Regions from separate parts of the Mus musculus genome. Here all the other regions are linked to region 1. A link is a contact called in public Hi-C and HiChIP or PLAC-seq data. All regions are on one chromosome and are shown on one strand. The core of a region is the stretch at or near the end of the contact, and the rest is flanking DNA. Distances in the headings are between cores, read along the strand shown. Region 1 overlaps Arsj (arylsulfatase J). Region 2 overlaps Camk2d (calcium/calmodulin-dependent protein kinase II, delta). Region 3 overlaps Camk2d (calcium/calmodulin-dependent protein kinase II, delta).

Region 1 (3,913 bases), core at 707-3,206:
CCTTGGCCTCTTCTGTTGGCCTCCCTCAGCCTAGATGGAGCTACACAGTACACAGTACATAGTACACAGTACATAGTACACACGGTACTCTTCTGCTGTCACTCCCGCTATAGGAGTCGGCAGGTTTGCGTATGTCTGCCATAGGTACATTGGCTTACTCTCTTGTTGGACTTGACATGTGTTCTGTGATTTACAGACTCCTTCCCATTGAGGAACTTTTCATTCAAATGGCATCTTTGAAAGAAAAGCCCAGACATGAAAGCAAGGAATCTGGCAGGTTCCCAACCCCGAGCACTGCCTTCCAAGGCAGATTCGCAGACCTTCTACCAGGCTTCAGGACTCCTGGGTCATTGTTTCAAATCTTCTGGATTTAAAAAAAAATGTTTAGGGAGAGAAGTTGCCAAGTTAATGCAATAAATGAATGAAACATTGAGCTTGCAATCATGATCCAGATATAGGCATCAAAAAGAGTTAGAAAATGTAAAAATGATAACACATCAGTATCAGAAGCAGAGAACACCAGGCTCTTAAACATGTATTTTATTATGAAATGTCTTTGTTTTACTTGTTCAAAGTATCATTTAAATAGAGATATTAAAGATAAGATAGTTAAATAACAATCTTTTTTCATATTTATATTATATATAGCATTTTGTAATTAAACCGTTTTGAATTCATTTCATTCATGAAATGATACACTTTAGAACAGTTTCAAATTTGTCACACCAGCAAACACATGAATCATTAATGTTTCCTCTGGTAGCAGCAACACAAAGCCTTTGCAACTGCATGGTCTGGAGGGGAACCTTGGAGACACATGCTGGCAAAGGAGCTGGAGAAGGCTAAGCGAGGGCCAATTTTCCCTTCTAGGTAGAGGTGGCAAAAGCTTCATTGGCGATAATGGGCAAACTCTTCCAAGGGAAAAGGCTTGTTGATTATCTGTGACTATCCGTTACTCATGCTCACTCCTTCTCTCTCCTGTCTGGCAAGAATTAGGTGCCATGCACATGTATGAAAATAGCCTTGTCTGCCACTTTTATTTTACCATCGCCTCATCGTGGTTTCCTGGTTCCTTTATTTAAAAAGAAAAATTATTTGAGTACACCATTGCTCTCTTCAGACACACCAGAAGAGGGTATAAGATCCCATTATTGATGGCTGTGAGCCACCATGTGGTTGTTGGGAATTGAACTCAAGACCTCTGAAAGGGCAGGCTTAACCACCGAGCCACCCCTCCAACCTGGCTTCCTTGTTCCTTAAGTCCTATGAATGCACTGCTGAACATGAAAAGGGACCTGTTGAAGAAAACTAAAATAGTGAAAGAAAAATAGCAACAATGTTACAAACTGAGAACAAACCAACAGCTGCGCTAATGGGCTAGAATGCTATTTAATGGTGGGTCCCCAGAACCTTGGAATACAAGCAAGAGAAGCTAAAACTTTCACAGAGAAAGTTCTGCTTAGGGGATGGGGTGTCGTGACATTAACCCGATCCACGAGAACCACAATGTGAAGTGGAGAACAACTCTAAACAAGGCCATTTGGCTTCATGTGTTTATCTCATCTTTCAGAGAAAAAGAAAATTCCTGTGATAATACGCTGCCAAGTAAACACATTCTGATGGAATAGTTAATCCTGCGCGGGCTGTAGTTGCCAAATGGCCTAAAAATCCACAGTGAATTAGCATAAAGTAAGATACAGCAGCTGCTTGAAAGCCATTGTTTAAATGCCACACGTGGCCACTGTGATCTTTTTAAGGGAAGTAATAATGGGACTGAGATTGTCCTAATAGATCTTTTTAAGTTTAGAAAAGATAAAACAGGAAAACCGTCTCATACTGGTTCTCTCTTGCTCTGACAAAAAATTCTGTCTCCACTGAGACCAGGAAGTTATTCACAAGTTTACATACTTCCCTCAGGTTCAGATAGCTGAAGGTCTGCAACGGCCCTTATGCTCTGACTCAGATTTGGCTACATGATTCAGTGCTGAGAATATGAGTCACCACATCTGAGCCTGTGCATCTGAAACATTAAACAGAAGGTTTTTTAAAAAAGAAACGGCCTGTCTGTTTAGAGGCTGGACTGCTAACGAGTGAGTATGCTGAACAGAGCCTGAACAGAAATTAGTTCTCCCGCAGTCTACGACTGGATGATGTGGTTATGTGCCATCGAGCCACTCAGCACAATCCCCACAGCAACTGGTGGCATAACACTTAATTTCACAATGTTTGCCTGAAAAAGAAATGTTCTGCTCAGAGTTCCGATCATAATGAAATTTTTATTATGTTTTAAATTGCCAAACAGAAGATCATTAAACCAGCCAGCCACCGCACCACGCATACACTCTGTAAGCTTTGACTCTAGGTTTTTAAAAATGCTGGTGGGTTAGAAAAGGAGAAAGTGTGGTAACCAAGTGAGGGCTTTAGCCTAAAGCACAGGAAAGAGTGACTGCTATGGAACTAGCCAGGTCAAAGGCTCAAAAGGAAGGCGTTCTCAAGATGGACCCACAGATTAGTGAAATTAAGCAGTTAAATCAATCAGAAAAGTGAATTTGAACCACAGAAGTGAAGCCTGTTTGAAATATTACTTAACCTTGAAAATGTAAGCCATTGTCTGTCTTCTTCTCCAGTTCCCTGTATCAGTTCATATCTACAGAGAAAAGCAACCAATCTTTAATGTAGGAACTAGTTTGTATCAAGGTATGGAGTCTGAAGATATATATATATATATACATATATGTATATATGTGTGTATATATATATGTGTGTGTGTTTGTGTGTGTTTGTGTATATATATATATAAATAATTATCTTATGACTGTTTAAGGGAATTTATTATAACTACATATATTAATTTCCATACATGTAGATAAACATGAAGTCATATATGATCATTAGTCATAACACGGATGAGACTTTGTATTGCTGGAATGCACATAAGTTTTTGACTTAGGGTTTCATTGTTGTGAAGAGACACAATGACCAAATCAACTCTAGTTTTTGTCTTAGGGTTTCATTGTTGTGAAGAGACACGATGACCAAGTCAACTCTTATAAAGGACAACATTTAATTAGGGCTGGCTTATAAGTTTCAGAGGTTCAGTACATTATCATCATGGCAGAAAGCATGGCAGCCTGCAAGCAGCCATGATACAGGAGAAGGACATAAGAGTTCTACATCCTGATCCAAAGGCATCCAGAAGGAGGCTTTCTTCTACACTGGACAGAACTTGAGCACTAAGGAATCTCAAAGCCTGCCAACACAATTACACACTTGCTCCAAAAAGGCCACACCTATTCCATTAAGACTACATTGCTAATAGTGCCACTTCTCATGGGCCAAGCATATTGAAACCACCATAGTTTTTAAACACTGGTTGTTACTTTTATATATCTCTTGCCCACTAGACTCTATTTTTTTTGTTGTTTTGTTTTTTATAAAGTAGTGTCTTAAGCATAGAAGCATTCAATACAGTGGTGGTCCTGATGTGGGAATTTTCCTGGACAAGTACCCTGATACCGAGGCGAGTGCAGTAAAGGTGGACCGAAGCCAGGACAGGTCCTGAAAGGCTTCAAAGATGGGTCCAGTTTATATCCTCATATTATATCCTAAAGCTACAAGGTGGGGAACTGCAAGTAAGCAAGATCTTACAGAAGCCTATCTGGAAGTCAGCAGGTTGTTAAGGGCAATGACCTATTGACTCAGCTATGTCTCTACATCGTTCTTTTTGAGGTAGAAAAGAGAAGTCAGGCTTGTTAAATAGGCAGTACAAGCAGTGCTTTGCATAAAATCACTAAATAAATCAATCTCTTATAACCGGTCTCTTCTCCTTTATTCTACTTCAGTCTCTTTCTCCCACTCCTCCTCTCATTCTTACTCCCTCCCTCCTCTCTTTTTGCCCCTCCCCCTACAGTAT
Region 2 (3,913 bases), core at 451-2,950, 450 kb after region 1:
GTCCCTCTGGGCATGTAAGAAGCTTTGTCTCTGAGAGTCACAGCATTGCTTGAAGCTTCTCTTCTCTGTCTCCTTCATGGTCCCTCTTGGGATTTCCCTCCCTAGCAGCTCTGTGCACTTTGTATTCTCTCTTGAGACCTTACAATCTGTCCAGGACATCACCTGATTAGAGGGTGTTCATCTACGAGTTTCTGTGCACAGTAAGAAGTGCAGATGTCATCTCACCTGTCTCTTCTCATCGGCAGTCATGGACCTTGACAAGCTTAATGCAGGGAGTTGTATTTGAAGTGGATGAAATATTCAAGTGATGCTTTTAAAATGGGCTTTGAGGTAGAGTTGGGAAGGAAGGAGCTGCAGATCTCTGAGTGCCTGTGATGGTGACTGTGTTCCGACACTAGACCCTAACAGGCAAAGCTGAAAAGCAGAACAGAGTCTCTCGCACGGGACCGTCTTTCAACCTCTGGGGGATGGGGACAGAATCATTAGGGGAGCGTTTGGAGACACAGTGCATCATACAAGAGCAGCATTAGAGAAGAAAGGGCCTTCCTTTCAAAACTCCCAGTTAGAAGCTTAAAGTGGAAGAGCGGGCGAGACAACCTCTAGGTAATGCACAAATGAGCTTCTAAAGAGAGGTGTGGATACTTCAGCGACCCTAAGAAAACTGGGAAAACAAGAGAGCTTTTTATTTCTCTGAGCCTTCCTGGAGTCTGGTGGGAGGTAATTCCACCACACCTAATTTAATCTGGCCTAGTCTGATTGCTAAGGGGCACAGAGAAGGTGGGGACCGGTAAGGACCATAGACTTACCCTATAGTTCCAATGGGGGAGGGGACCCTCGCATTCAGCGCTGTTCTGTTTGTTTCTTTGTTTGTTTGTTTGTGTGTGTGTGTTTTGGTTTGGTTTTTGAGGGGCCAGATCAGGGGCCTGGCCTGATTTTTCACAGACCTCTGCTTCTGGTGTTTTAGGGTATCTTCAAGTTGTAGGCTCTTTATCAGACAATAATGAAATTTGCTCTGCTGTAATCCTTGCACAGAGAAAAGAACCCTGAAGTAACCTGATGCTTGCCAATCAATTGTTTTTCCAGCATTCACTTTATCCTCACCAGAAAAGAAAGTAGCTTTGAGATGGCCCAGGCTACTCCTTGTGTCAACTTTCTTTGGCCTAGGAGCTGAACATTTTCTGATCTTTCGATTGATTTAAAAAAAGAAAAAAAATGTCAAAGAATCTGTGAGTGTGGGGAGAGAAATAGGACCAATGTGTTTGCATGCGGGCATGCAAAGTGCATTGTGGATGTGGGTCATCTTTTCCATATGCCTTCCTCCCATCTCTTTTCCCAAGCTGGAAATCCTCAAACACAGCCATCACTATCTTAAAGAAAAAGGGAGCAGAAAGACCAGACCTCCTTCCTAGAGAACAAGTAGCCAAGGCTGTGGCCCAGTGACTGTCTCCACAGCTCTCTGTTGCTGAGGGAGAGTGAGGCGGCAGTCACCCCACCCTCACACCCTAGGTCAGTCAGATGCTGAGCTTGTGGCAACAGCTCCGACTCCTAACCTCAGAGCACTGTACATGAGTGATTCATTTCCACCCTCTGCTTTCCTTCCAAGAGTCAGCTGTCATGTGCCAGGCCCAGCCCTGACTCACTCACTCACACGCCTTTGCCTGGGGGAAATGAACACTTCAGAAATTCCTGAGTTCCAGGCCCTTCCTAAGCCAAGACTCACACTGCCTCCAGGGTGACACAGCACAGAAGCATCCTCCTTGAGGCCTCTCTGGGTGTTGCTTGGCCAGCTCGAACAGCATGGGAAGTAAAATAGAAGATGGTCTGTGTGGCTCTGAGCATGCATAAACAAACTTAAAAGGCCACTGTAGCAAAACATCAGAAAGCTGTGGGGGATGGGGGTGGGCAAGGAGGAGTTGGGCAATCGTGGTTTTGAGTGAAAGATGGCCACTCTCTACTGCTGCTCCTGACTCCATCATCTGAGTGGGACAGGATGTAGGTTTTCTGGACCTTGGGAACTGTTCCAGAAGTGTCCACACTCTGTAAACTGCCTACTGAAGTCGCAAAACCAACACTTGGCTTTCATCTCCTCCTCCTTCTCCTCCTTCTCCTCCTTCTCTTCCTTCTCCTCCTCCTCCTCTTCCTCTCTTCATCTTCCTCCTTCTTCCTCCTTATTTCTTATTAGTATTAAAAGATTGGTTTTGGTTTCAAATTATAGTTTTCCAGCCAGCCTATAACTTACTGAAAAGGTTGTTAATTTTAAATGACAGTCTCATGTGAAGAGGGAGCCTTGGAAGCCACATCTCCTACATTCTCACTTGGAAGCCACATTTCCTACATTCTCACTTGGAAGCCACATTTCCTACATTCTCACTTGGAAGCCACATTTCCTACATTCTCACTTGGAAGTCACATCCCCTACACTCTCACTTAGAAGCCACATCTCCCACACTCTCACTTGGAAGTCACATCCCCTACACTCTCACTTAGAAGCCACATCTCCCACACTCTCACTTGGAAGTCACATCGCCCATACTCTCACTTGGAAGTCACATCTCCCACACTCTCACTTGGAAGTCACATCTTTTACACTCTCACTTGGAAGTCACATCTCCCATACTCTCACTTGGAAGTCATATCTCCTATACTCTCACTTGGAAGTCATATCTCCTATAATCTCACTTGGAAGTCACATCTTTTACACTCTCACTTGGAAGCCACATCTCCTACACTCTCGCTCCTGAGCAGCTTCTCACAGTTGTCCTTCATGATCCAGAATCAGGTTGGCTATCATGGACCTTTACCAAAGCTTCACGCTGCCAAGAACAGGTAGATGAATCACCTGTTGCCTAACTAAATTGAATGTGCCATTGGCAGCATCCTTGCTACGGAATTATCATCTGCTACCACTCCATCAGTATGTCCCGAGGATGGCTACATTATTCATATGGATCAATTAAATGGGAAAAAAACAGATATTATAAGTGTGTAGAGGATCTAGGAAAGCCCGTGTTCTATGCTTTCATACAAGTGAGAATTTATGCAACTATTGTGGACTATAAGCATGATCCTTTTACATTATAAACATTTACATAGTTAGTAGCCATTATATAGACAGCTCTAATAATCCTTTTATGAGGCCCCTGACTATTATATTTGGTATGAGGTAATGTCAGATAGTCTTAATGGAGTCAAATTATTTTTCCAGATTTATTTTTTAATAAGAAATGACTTCATTTAGATAAACAGGATCTTGAACGTAAATGCAACTTTAAGTTTTCATTAAATCCAGAAGATCAGATCATTTAAAATATGCAAATTGGTTCCTGCAATCAATAAGGAATTAAAGCAAAGGTTAGCATCTTCATGATGAGCAAGAGGCACAGAATAATTGCAAGTAACTTTGTGACCCCCTGTCTGAAAACCTAGTCAACTTAATATTTAAACATAATTTATATTTAAAACTAATAACATTAATATTTAGACATATTTCATGACTAAAACAACCAACATTCTGAAATTAAGAAAACGTTATCCATCGTCTCAACTGATCAAACTCAAAAAATTATTTAACGTCCATTTTATTGAACAAAGATTTCTTAGGCAACACAAAGAAATAGCATGTTCTTTGTTTGCAAAGAACTTTCTTTTTAAATAGGAGGACACGGTTGACACAATGTACAAAGTTTAAACAGCAGTCAAACAAGCCACATGCTTTATTCTAAGGTGTCAGGGATACCAAGGGGACAGTGCAGGAACTTCAGGTATTTAAGAAGAGGAAAGAAAACTTGAAGCAGGTGTAGTTGGAAAGAAAGTTGATTAAGGTGTGATATCTGAACCAGACCAGCCATTAATAATTTTACCAATTTTTAGACAGGAAAAGACACTAATTATGTTTGATGTTTGCTGGGTTTAA
Region 3 (3,913 bases), core at 921-3,420, 310 kb after region 1:
TTTAAAGGACTTTGGGAGTCTGCTGGGAAGTGAGGGTTGTTCGGTTTTCCCAGGAAGCACACTTAACAATAGTCAAAAGCTTTGGTGGCTGGGCTTTCTTTCTAGTTTCACTTTCTTAATGATCATTGCTCAAAAGCAGGCATACCATTTCCTGGAGGAAGGCGAGAGCGATGGCATTCTAGCAGAATTATTGATAGACACTGAAAGCCAAATTTAATTTTTTATATGTCATAAAACATTATCCTTCAGGGGATGGAGAGATGGCTCAGCCGTGAAGAGCCCTTACTGTTCTTGCAGAGAACTGGGCACACAATGACCTGTAACTCCAGTTCCAGGAGATCTAACACCTTCTCCTGGCTCCTTGGGCACTTACATGCATGTGGAACATATAAACTTTTGAAACCATATACACATATTTATAAAAAGAAATAAATCTTTAGAAATATTATTTTTTATTAATTTCATGCAATTAAAAAAAAAAAGAGAGAGAGAAACCATTGCCAGGCTATGGCTCTACAAACATAGATGGTAGAGTGAGTTTGGTTAATCTGAGCTTCATTGTCTAGAAGACTTTCCTGCGTGGGTTACTGGGTTCTGGGCTATGGATTGAATTCTTGAGTCTCTCTTGACTCAGGAAAACAGCTTTGTATCTCCTGGCCACCTCATGTATTCTGAGAAGCTAAGCTGTTGACTCCATGGGTAATTTGAAATTCTCCCTATGCTGCAAGACGAGTCCAGTTTGTACATTAGTTCTGCTCCCGTTTCTACTAGGTCTATTGTGGCCTGAAAGGCTTTTCCTTAGTTGCTCAGGTTTATTTGTCTTCTAGTGGCTTTGCTCTCAGCTGTGCTCCCAGTTGCCCGGGCACTAGATTTTCTGTCCCAGGTTTACCGTAGATGTCTGTTTCCAGTCTCTTTATGTCTCAGTTACCACCTCCTGGTCACCTGTGGCTTTGGAATTTTGTGTGTAACCTTAGCTAAACCACTCCAGGCTTTCCTCTATTCTTGTTTTCGTTGTAGTTTGTAAGACAGGGTCTCACTTCTCACTCTGTGGCCCTAACTGGCCTGAAACTCGCTCTGTGGTTCAGGCTGATTTGGAACTTAAAGGGATCGGTTACGTCTCCATGTGTGGGGATTAAATGTTTATGCCACCATGCCCAGCATAATTCTTTTTTTGTATAAGTTGGCTATTTGTTTCAGAGGATTGTGGAATTTATATATATATACAATATCACTAAAATAATTTTGACTCTACCTTTTTCTCATATTTTAAGTTTCTGGCCTGTGCATCACTAAGGCCAACTTCGTCATCCTTTGAAAGACTCACTTCCATCTCGGCCTAGAAACCAAGAAGACGCATTTACTTATTTATGTATCTTCCTGTTTCTTTTGATTGTGTTGTTGATGTCTTGTTTTCTTTTTGGCTCTCTCCTTTCCCACCTTTCCCCAAATCCCTGGAGTTCCCCAGTTGTCCCTCTAATGGAACTGATTTAGAATAGCCCTCATTGAGTGATTGCCTCTTTATATAACAGAAACCCATTATGACAGCAGTGGACATGAGCCAGAGTGAAATACCCTGGCATAATAAAAGCTTTTGCTTGTAGAGTAGAGAAGAAAATATATCCATCTTCATCTGCAAATTTCTTATAAGGCAATTCCTATTATCCTTTGAACCTTTTTTTTTTTTAAATTATGAAGCTGACTTTAATCAGTTTAAAAACTCATTGCAGTTTACCAGGATGTTCAGTATAGTTGCAGAGAGAGGGAGTGAGAATAAAGAGATAGAGAAGGAGAGAGAGAGACAGGGAGAGAGACACAGAGAGAGAGACAGAGAGACAGAGAGGCAGACAGCTCTGAATATGTCCACTCTTACCAGGCATAAAGATTACCCTAATAAAAGAAATAAGCCAATCACATCAAGGCCCAGAACCAGATGATGGTCAGTGGAAGAGAGGCTGCTGGGGTCACTGCAGAGCATGAGAGTCTCTGACTCACACGCATTCGCTGGCTTAGGCATCGATCGCAACAGTGAGCTGCCAGAAAAGGAACAGTTCTTGCTTTGTGCTGCAGAGTTCCCTGGCCTAAGAGCCTGTCACCGCTCCAGTCCCTTTCCTACTGCTAGTGATTGATACTGCTGTCTCAGCTCAGGCTGGAAATGGACTGCTGAGGCTCTGGGCAATTCATTCTGTACGCTGGCAGGCTGGACTCCTGGGCATCCACGCATGGCTTCACAAACAGCTCTGTGGATGACCTGGATCCGTGACAGCTCCTCTGACCCTGTTCTTTTGTCCTCTGCCCTTATTGGACTTTAATGCCTTGTTTGCCGCGTATGCTCCAGGACACAGGAATCCCTTCCTGTTGAAATGTCACATATTTTACTACTAATTGGGACGATTATAAACTGAGGAACCACGGTATAACTGATCTTTCTGTAATGTTTTCTCTTTTTCTGGATGTTCATAGTTCTTTGATTGCTTCACTCCTCATCCTTGAGTTGTGCAGCATAGAGAGACCCCCCCCTCCATTTCTTCATGAGAAACCTGTCTAAAGTAATTTATAGTTTTGTTGAGGTGTTTTCATTTCCTTGTCCTTAATTTTAAAGTGTAGCATATCACTTTTATTTCATGGGTATATTGTAGCCCAAGTCTAGTATTTATTTTGCAAACCAAAAAATTTAACAATCACTGTGAAAGCCTCATGGTTTATCACAGGGCAGATGGTGTAATAATTTTAATAAGTGGCAATAACTTTATTGTATTTATTTTATAGCAGTATTCTAATTATTAGATATTTTGATAGTATTTTATTTTTATAAATATCTGTTTCATAATTACACAGAGTACCAAACTTCCAGTTCTTTATTCTGTTTGGAAGAAGAAAGCTTTAAGAAAAATAGGTAGATTTTTTTTAGATAGTAATAACCTGAAACGTATTGATTCTGAACATTTCATATAATTATCTTATATTTCATATAATTATCTTATTACTTTCCAGACTACTCTATGTCTCAGGAAACCAAATCTCCATTTTTTAAAACTCAGTTCACTGTCAGTAACTGATCCTGTGCCTATATAAATCGGGACTCTGTGAGTCTCAGAGATGTTAATTAAATTTGGTTGAGCTTGCTTAGTTTACAGAGGGTGGAACCAAGATTCAAATACGTTTGTTTGACTCCGAAGTTCACATTTTGATCTGACTTCCTCATCTGCACAAGGCCCCCAGGGCTCTGTGTAACAGCATTACTTTTCATTTGCATAAAATACTGAAGTTGGGTGCCAGCTGTGTCAGGAGCATCAGCCCTGTGAGGGAAGCTTGGACTGTTCACAGGAACCTGTAAAAGAAGTGCCCGCACTAGGTATGTGCGTCAGCTGTGAAATATTTTCTAGAGTCTTGACTATCTCCAAGGACCAGAAGAAGCAACAGTATCGCCCCTAAGTCAAAACTATGTCGGTAGCTGCTACCAGGTGATGATCATGGCTACAGTAGACAGACTGCTAGCTGAGTGTTGGACAGGACTCTCTGATTCCATAGGGTATCAAGGCCTTTCCTGTCTCGAATGTCTGTCTTCAGCTCAGGCCCCCATTGTTGTTGAGTGAAAGTACTCTGAGTGACTCCATCCCCTCCTGGGTAGTACCAAGTCCACTGGGGCCTTCTTGGTTCTAGTCTTCCTCAGTCCCTCTAGACTTGAAAAGTGAGTTACCTCTTGGGGCTTTTGTACAATACTTGGGTTTTCAAGCTTGCACCTCTGTCTCAACTTTCTTGTTTCTAGTCTCCTTCCTCTGTGTCCAAGGGCATCTTATGAACATTCTGGCTTTCCTTGCTCCACTCTTCTCTTTGACATTTACCTCTAGACGTATTCCTTGTTGCCTACTAGAATATTCATATGGAATTGTATCAATACCTTCTTCATTATACT

What was found. Hi-C and Micro-C count contacts between places; a contact is called where the count stands out from the background. HiChIP or PLAC-seq counts read pairs in DNA pulled down with a chosen protein or histone mark.
Region 2: a contact with region 1 is called in a FOXA1 HiChIP or PLAC-seq map of pancreatic cancer cells. The contact joins two enhancer-like sites. A contact is called at or near these places in 1 of 484 Hi-C or Micro-C datasets (muscle stem cells) and 1 of 115 datasets of contacts at active chromatin or transcription factors (pancreatic cancer cells).
Region 3: a Hi-C map of muscle stem cells shows a contact between it and region 1, with 2.4 times the contacts expected there. The contact joins two enhancer-like sites. A contact is called at or near these places in 2 of 484 Hi-C or Micro-C datasets (muscle stem cells and uterus).

What each region holds. Positions count from the first base shown.
Region 1 is chr3:126,383,210-126,387,122 of GRCm38.p6, forward strand. All of the region lies in intron 1 of Arsj (arylsulfatase J), which reads left to right. Among named protein-coding and RNA genes, the nearest start is that of Gm35408, 4.9 kb to the left of the region's middle. Within about 2 kb of position 1,957, at least 131 of the 459 cell types and tissues checked have an H3K27ac peak or open chromatin away from gene starts, as enhancers often do. A contact at or near this core is called in muscle stem cells, pancreatic cancer cells and uterus, where this site is marked.
Region 2 is chr3:126,829,996-126,833,908 of GRCm38.p6, forward strand. All of the region lies in intron 16 of Camk2d (calcium/calmodulin-dependent protein kinase II, delta), which reads left to right. Among named protein-coding and RNA genes, the nearest start is that of Gm15551, 160 kb to the left of the region's middle. Within about 2 kb of position 1,701, at least 145 of the 459 cell types and tissues checked have an H3K27ac peak or open chromatin away from gene starts, as enhancers often do. A contact at or near this core is called in muscle stem cells and pancreatic cancer cells, where this site is marked.
Region 3 is chr3:126,693,526-126,697,438 of GRCm38.p6, forward strand. All of the region lies in intron 3 of Camk2d (calcium/calmodulin-dependent protein kinase II, delta), which reads left to right. Among named protein-coding and RNA genes, the nearest start is that of Gm15551, 27 kb to the left of the region's middle. Within about 2 kb of position 2,171, at least 200 of the 459 cell types and tissues checked have an H3K27ac peak or open chromatin away from gene starts, as enhancers often do. A contact at or near this core is called in muscle stem cells and uterus, where this site is marked.